2 separate regions of the Rattus norvegicus genome follow, and region 1 is linked to region 2. The links are chromatin contacts, called in public Hi-C maps. All regions are on one chromosome and are shown on one strand. The core of a region is the stretch at or near the end of the contact, and the rest is flanking DNA. Distances in the headings are between cores, read along the strand shown.

Region 1 (2,960 bases), core at 454-2,953, 190 kb before region 2:
AAAGAACCCTTACTGAGTTCTTCATGGTATTCTGAATATACCAACATCCCACAAACACTTTTTACAAAGATGCTGTCACTAAAGAGATGAACAGCAAAGGGGCATCTTAGGTGTCATTTCAAGATCTCATACCTGGGTCTTGTCAGAATGTTCAACTTTCTTTTAAGTTCTTGATGTTATTACTGGTTAAGGAATATCAGTCCTCAGGATGTACAATTAGGCAGGTCATAAAATCCAGCCACTAAAACGTTCACTTTTGATATCCAAATGTTATAAATGTAAAGAAGGACCTGTAAGCATTTTGAGGGGAGACACACTGGGTACATGTTTCGCCGAGGACAGGACAACTGGACCTAAACATTAAAACGATATTCATCCCTTTGAACATGTAAGACATGATCCCTGAAGTTCAGAAACAGTCTAAGAGATCAACCAAAAATTTCAGTTAGATCGTGGTGTTCTGGGAACAAGCTAAAGCAATCACTTAAGAAAAATTTCCATCGTCAAAGCAAAATGGTAAATTATAAAGGCAATATAGCAAAATGTTAACAAGAATGTGAGAGTACACTTATGGATAGGAAATGCACAATCTTTCCAACTCTCTAGCGTTGTAAAAGTTTTCAGGGGTTGGGGATTTAGCTCAGTGGTAGAGCACTTGCCTAGCAAGCTCAAGGCCCTGGGTTCGGTCCCCAGCTCCGAACAAAAAAAGAAAAAAGAAAAAAGAAAAAAAAAAGTTTTCAAAGTGTCACGGGAAAATAGTATCATGAAAAAAAAAAATCAGACTTTAACTTCGAAAGTTGACACGTCAAACATGCTCAGGATTCAGGATAAATTTTAAAAGTAAAGTTACCTGAACTAAAACGACCTAAGAACGGAAATTAGCATACCAGCAAATCCACATACGTTATAATCATGTTAAGAAAGTCGAAGGGAACTTTGGCGCGTTTTTCCCAGAGCACTTCGATGCGAGTTAGCTCAAGAAATGTAAAACTAATCTCGACAATTAACCAAGTCTCTTTGCATGCTAACTCTTTAAGGCCCCCGATTCTGCATCAGAGTGGGCACTCAGCTTTTGCCCCTCCACAAATATCCCATTCCGCGGCTGCGATACCCGCATCTTCAAACACACATCTACACTAGTCTCTGCTTGAGCTTGGCACGCAAAGACAGAAAATACGGTGACCTCAAAGACTGGGAGAGAAGTGTTTCCAATCTAACAGTTATGGTTCTGGAGTCACCCAGGAGAGCAGCTTTGAGCTGGGGGGCCAGGTTGGTCTGCACAGGAAGATTCTCACAAGCAAGGGTTTGGGCGCAGGCCCCGGTTGCAACCGGACCGAGACTTCCCGCCCGCCAGCCGGCAGGGCCGCGGGAGAAATGACTTAGAATGCGGATTCTCTTGGAATTTCCGCCGCGCCCCCGCCCGCCGCCGCACAGACCCCAAGTGCCAGGTGATAGGGCCCAACAAGCCGGAAGGATATTCTCGGCGCGGAGTTGCTCGATGGTTTCCTCACAGCGCCGAAGCTGCTCCTGCAGTTCCGCGTCACCCACCCCATTCTCATCGTCGTCGTCGTCTTCCTCCTCGTCGTCCTTGAAGCGGGTGTGAACGGGCTTCGGGGTCGACTCCTCTTGAGGATCAAACGCCTCGAATAGCTCTAGGTCGCCAAAATCCACACCGGCCGCCATTTTGGATTGTGGGAAAGATTCGAGGGCAGGGTGCGAAGGTTGTAGGGCAGCACCGCTCTCCCTAGAGGCTTTTCTCCACACACAGGCCTCCAAAGCCGTCTAGGGGCGGGACCTGGCCGGAGACTACAACTCCCAGAATGCCAAGGCCTCCCTCATGCCTCCTTCCGACTGGGTCCTGGAGCGTGGCATCCTGGGATATGTGGTTTCTAAGCGACTGGTCTCATTGTTTGCATTGCACACTGGGATTGAACCTTTTTAAAACGGTTCCGAATGAGTTAAAACAATATGGATTGTCTCCGTTAGGCATCCAAAGCTGAAGAATCAAAGCCGGATATATGGCTTTGACAAGTTGTGGTGCGGTTGCCCAATGTCGAAAAGAGAAAACAGGAATTCTACTTTTGCCGCAGATGACATGTGTACTCTTAGACATACTTTATTTTGCTTATTTCGTTTGTAAATGAATGAAAGATTAGGTTATTACACTTAGATTTCTCTAAGGAGGCTTTTTATAGGTTCATCATTCATTCATTCACCATATATTGACTACTTTTAATGCGTGGGGCACGTCGCTAGGGCAAAGTAATATATGTATCCTCATGAACGCCAATCAGGGACGGGAAGGAAAAAACAAATCAGAAAACCTTTTATTATGTTTCTGCTTTCATATCCAGTTGGGTTTGGATGGATATTCGTCATCACATGTTAAAATCACAAGAAATTATAACCTGTAACGAATAATAATGTCAGGATGGTTGTGGTCTCTGTCAGAGGCCAGTTCCTGCAGTGTAGTCAGTGATCCAAGGAGGGGTTGGTGATTAATGTTAAGCAAGCAAGCACGCAAGCACGCGTACACACACACACACACACACACACACACACACACACACACACACACACACACACACACCACGTGGGGAGGCAAGGCTTTAAAAAGCTTCAACAACTTTATTATTTCTCTAGTAGCTTATATTGAAAGACCACCAGGGTAGGGAAGCTCCCCACTCAAATCTCGAGACAATGCAACCCCCAAGAACTCACGAGAAACCGGTCTTGACGTAATAAACAAGAGGTGTACTTGAGGAACCAGAGCTCTGGGGAGGACACTTATCTCACACAGGAGACAGAGGAGTCAACCCCGAGCCCAATTAGGGGAAGGGATTTATAGGGAAAATTACATAGGCAGTTAGCAACAGTCACACAAAGCAATTTCATTGGTTTGTAACTTGGGCTCAGTTCAACTCTAGGCCACCCTGCTTCTGGGGCAAGCTGGCCCTAAT
Region 2 (2,951 bases), core at 444-2,943:
CAGTGAACCCCAAGGGTCTTCCTGTCTCCAGTTCTGCAGCACAGGGATTGTAACATGCAGCGCCACATCTGGCTCTAAATGTCTGTTTGCTTGTCTAGTCTATCGGGGTTTTCTATGGTTGGGAGTGCCACGGCATACATGTGGAGGTCAGAGGACAGCTCTGTGGAGTTGGTTCTCACCTCTGGCCTTTATGTGTGTTCCAAGGACCGAACTCTCCGGTTGCTAGGTTGTGCGGCTGGTCCTCTGTTCACTAAGCTAGCTCACTGGTCTCCATGCCTGGCTTTGAACATGGATCCTAGCGATTTGATTCAGGTCTTCGTGCTTACCAACTGGGCCCCACCCCAAGCCCTGCGTCACGGTGTGCTTTTCTTTTTCCTTTTTTTTTTTTTTTAAACATAGGTCTTACTGTGTAGCCTTGGGTGACCTCAAGCTCAGCAATCCTCCTGTTTCGGTTGCTTAAACTACAGGCATAGATGGCCAGGTCTGGGTAAACACACACACACACACACACACACACACACACACACACACTTAAAGAGAGGGTTTTTGTTTAGCCCTGGCTGTCCTAGAACTCGTTCTGTAAACCAGGCTGATATCCACCTGCCTCTGCCTTCTGGGTGTTGTTGGGATTAACATGCATACTACCATGCTCAGCAAAATGTACATTTTTGTTGTGTAATCTTTTTATTTCCAGTCTGTCGATTGAATCCAGAGCCTTGTCCATTCAAGGCAAATGACCTACCGCTGAGCTACAGGCCAACTGCTTTAAACTTTGTAGACGATGCCAGAGATGGGGCCATATGTCAGGTAGCTTAGTTCATGCAAAATAAGCTATAAGCAGAAAATTAAAGGGATCGCAGCAGTGGCTGTGAATGAAGCTGGATTTGGAGAAGGTGAATTTTGTGGATGTGACAGAGGCGATGTTAACCAAAAGAGCAACTGTCTTCCTACCAGAGCTCTGAAAGTTGTCCCAGTGTCATTCTTGTTTCACAAGTGGGACTTGGGCTGAGGATGCAGATGGAGGGATTTCCCCAAAATAAAAACAAGGAAGCAAAACTTAAACAAGGACGTCTGTGGTTAAAACCAGAAATCCTGAGACAGGATGGAAAAATTCCAGTATAGAACACGTAGAAGGTGAGATATGCACAAAGGAGTATATGGAAATAGTTGTCAGCCTGATGATATAAATTTGAACAGTAATTAATATGAGCTTTGCACGAGTAATTCCTATTTAGGGAATCGTAATGAAATAAAACCCAATGTCTCATCCAGCCACAGTCTCTCCGCCGAGGGGTGACTTATGCATCAGGCTAGTGGTTAGTCGGGGTTCTAGGATGTAGCCCAGACACTGGGGCAAGGCTCCCCACATCACTAACAGGGAGTCACCTGTGACTCAAGAGCCTCTGTGCCCGTCCAGTCCACGCCCCACTGCGCAGGAACACCGAGAGCCGCTCGCTCGTTCTTGCTCATAGGTAGCGTGCGCCTCCTACTGGCCGTCCGCCTCTACGCAACTCGGTCCCGCCCCCTCACCCAGGCTCAACGCAGGGCGCATGCTCCTCCCTCTTCGCCCCGCCCTCCCCCAGCACGTAGGCTTCTCGCGACATCCGCCTAGCGGCCGCCGGGATATCGCGATAAAGGCTTATTGTCTCGCGCGAGCGTGCCCAGCAGACGGATTTCGGGCAGCTGTGGCCGGGAAGAGGAGTTGCATGTGTCGCTTCAGCTGGCGGGAGCGGAGGCGGCGGGGGCTGTGCGACCGGCTGGGTAACGAGCGTTCGCGCTGCTGTGGCTTCTGAGGAGCTGGTGGAGCGTCTTAAGGGCAGCCGAGGCGCTGCCTGAAGGAAGGGGGCCGGGCCGAGCGTCTCCACGCCCGCCCACATGGGGGCCTCCTGTGGCGTTCCCGGGATCTCCCCTTAGCCTCAGCCTCCCTATGGGCTACCGGTCCTTTTCCTGGTCCTGGCCCGATTTTATCTCTCCAGGCCGTGGCACTTCCATTCTCGTCCCCTGGCTCGGTCTCTTTCGGTATTTTGCTGTCGCCGCACCTTGCATTCTGGGCACCCTCGAGTGACTCGCCCCTGTCCTGCAGAGAGATGTCTGTACCTTTAACTGCAGTTTTGCATCCCTCCCATATCAACCTCAGACCTGCCCGGTCTTTGTAGAAGTCACCCACCCCAATTATTTGCCCCCTACCGCTTCCTCTTTTCCTCTGGTGTCCCTTTTGCCCCTGCCCCCAACTCTGAGCCTTCATGGCCCATTTATTCTTGCTGCCTTGTAAACCCCTGGACCAGGTAGATAAGCCTGCAGTTGATCATTAGTGAATCTAATGAGACTCGTGTCCTTTTTTTTTTTTTTTTTAATAGAATCAAAACCGCTTTGGTGTTCAGGGATCCATGGTGAAAGCTAAGACTGCACCCCAGTGCCGCTTTACGGGGTCGAGCTCCCAGATCGTGAAGTTGTGTCGTTTTGTTTCCAGGTTTGTGAGATGGCTACTGACATTTCTGAATCCAGCGGGGCTGATACGAAGAACAGTGCCAAGCTAGATGCGGATTACCCTCTCCGAGTCCTTTATTGTGGAGGCAAGTGTTGGAGTGACTTGCTCACTGATTTTTTATTTTTTTTTTTTATACCCAGTATTGACAGCTTCACATTTGGTCCTGTTACCTCCCCCAAATGTCTCTGTGGTTGGGTGGATTCTTAGTTGAAGAGGGGTGGGCCTAGTGAGGACCCATGGGTTATTAGAAGTATGGAAAAGCTGAGGAAGTGAAATGTTAGGAGGAGAGGCAGGGCCTGGAGATGTTACTTAGTGGCACAGCACTTGTCCAGAAAGTTCAAAACCTCTAGGTTCAGTCCCAGTACTGGAGTGAGGAGGGATCTGGTGAGGGGAGCTTGATGTGGGACTAGAATCTTGAACAGGTTTTTGGGTTTTTTGTTTGTTTGTTTGTTTGTTTGTTTTG

What was found. A called contact is a pair of places that touch in the nucleus more often than the background predicts.
Region 1: a contact with region 2 is called in a Hi-C map of frontal cortex, with 1.7 times the contacts expected there. The contact joins the promoter of Zcchc8 here to the promoter of Denr in region 2. A contact is called at or near these places in 2 of 12 Hi-C or Micro-C datasets (frontal cortex and kidney).

Annotation. Positions count from the first base shown.
Region 1 is chr12:38,528,984-38,531,943 of GRCr8, reverse strand. Zcchc8 (zinc finger CCHC-type containing 8) reads right to left here and starts at 1,703. Exons shown (of 14, transcript NM_001400968.1): 1 at 1,479-1,703; 2 at 133-175. The coding sequence starts at 1,683.
Region 2 is chr12:38,343,482-38,346,432 of GRCr8, reverse strand. It overlaps Denr (density regulated reinitiation and release factor), which reads left to right and starts at 1,693. Exons shown (of 8, transcript NM_001115046.2): 1 at 1,693-1,761; 2 at 2,471-2,573. The coding sequence starts at 2,480.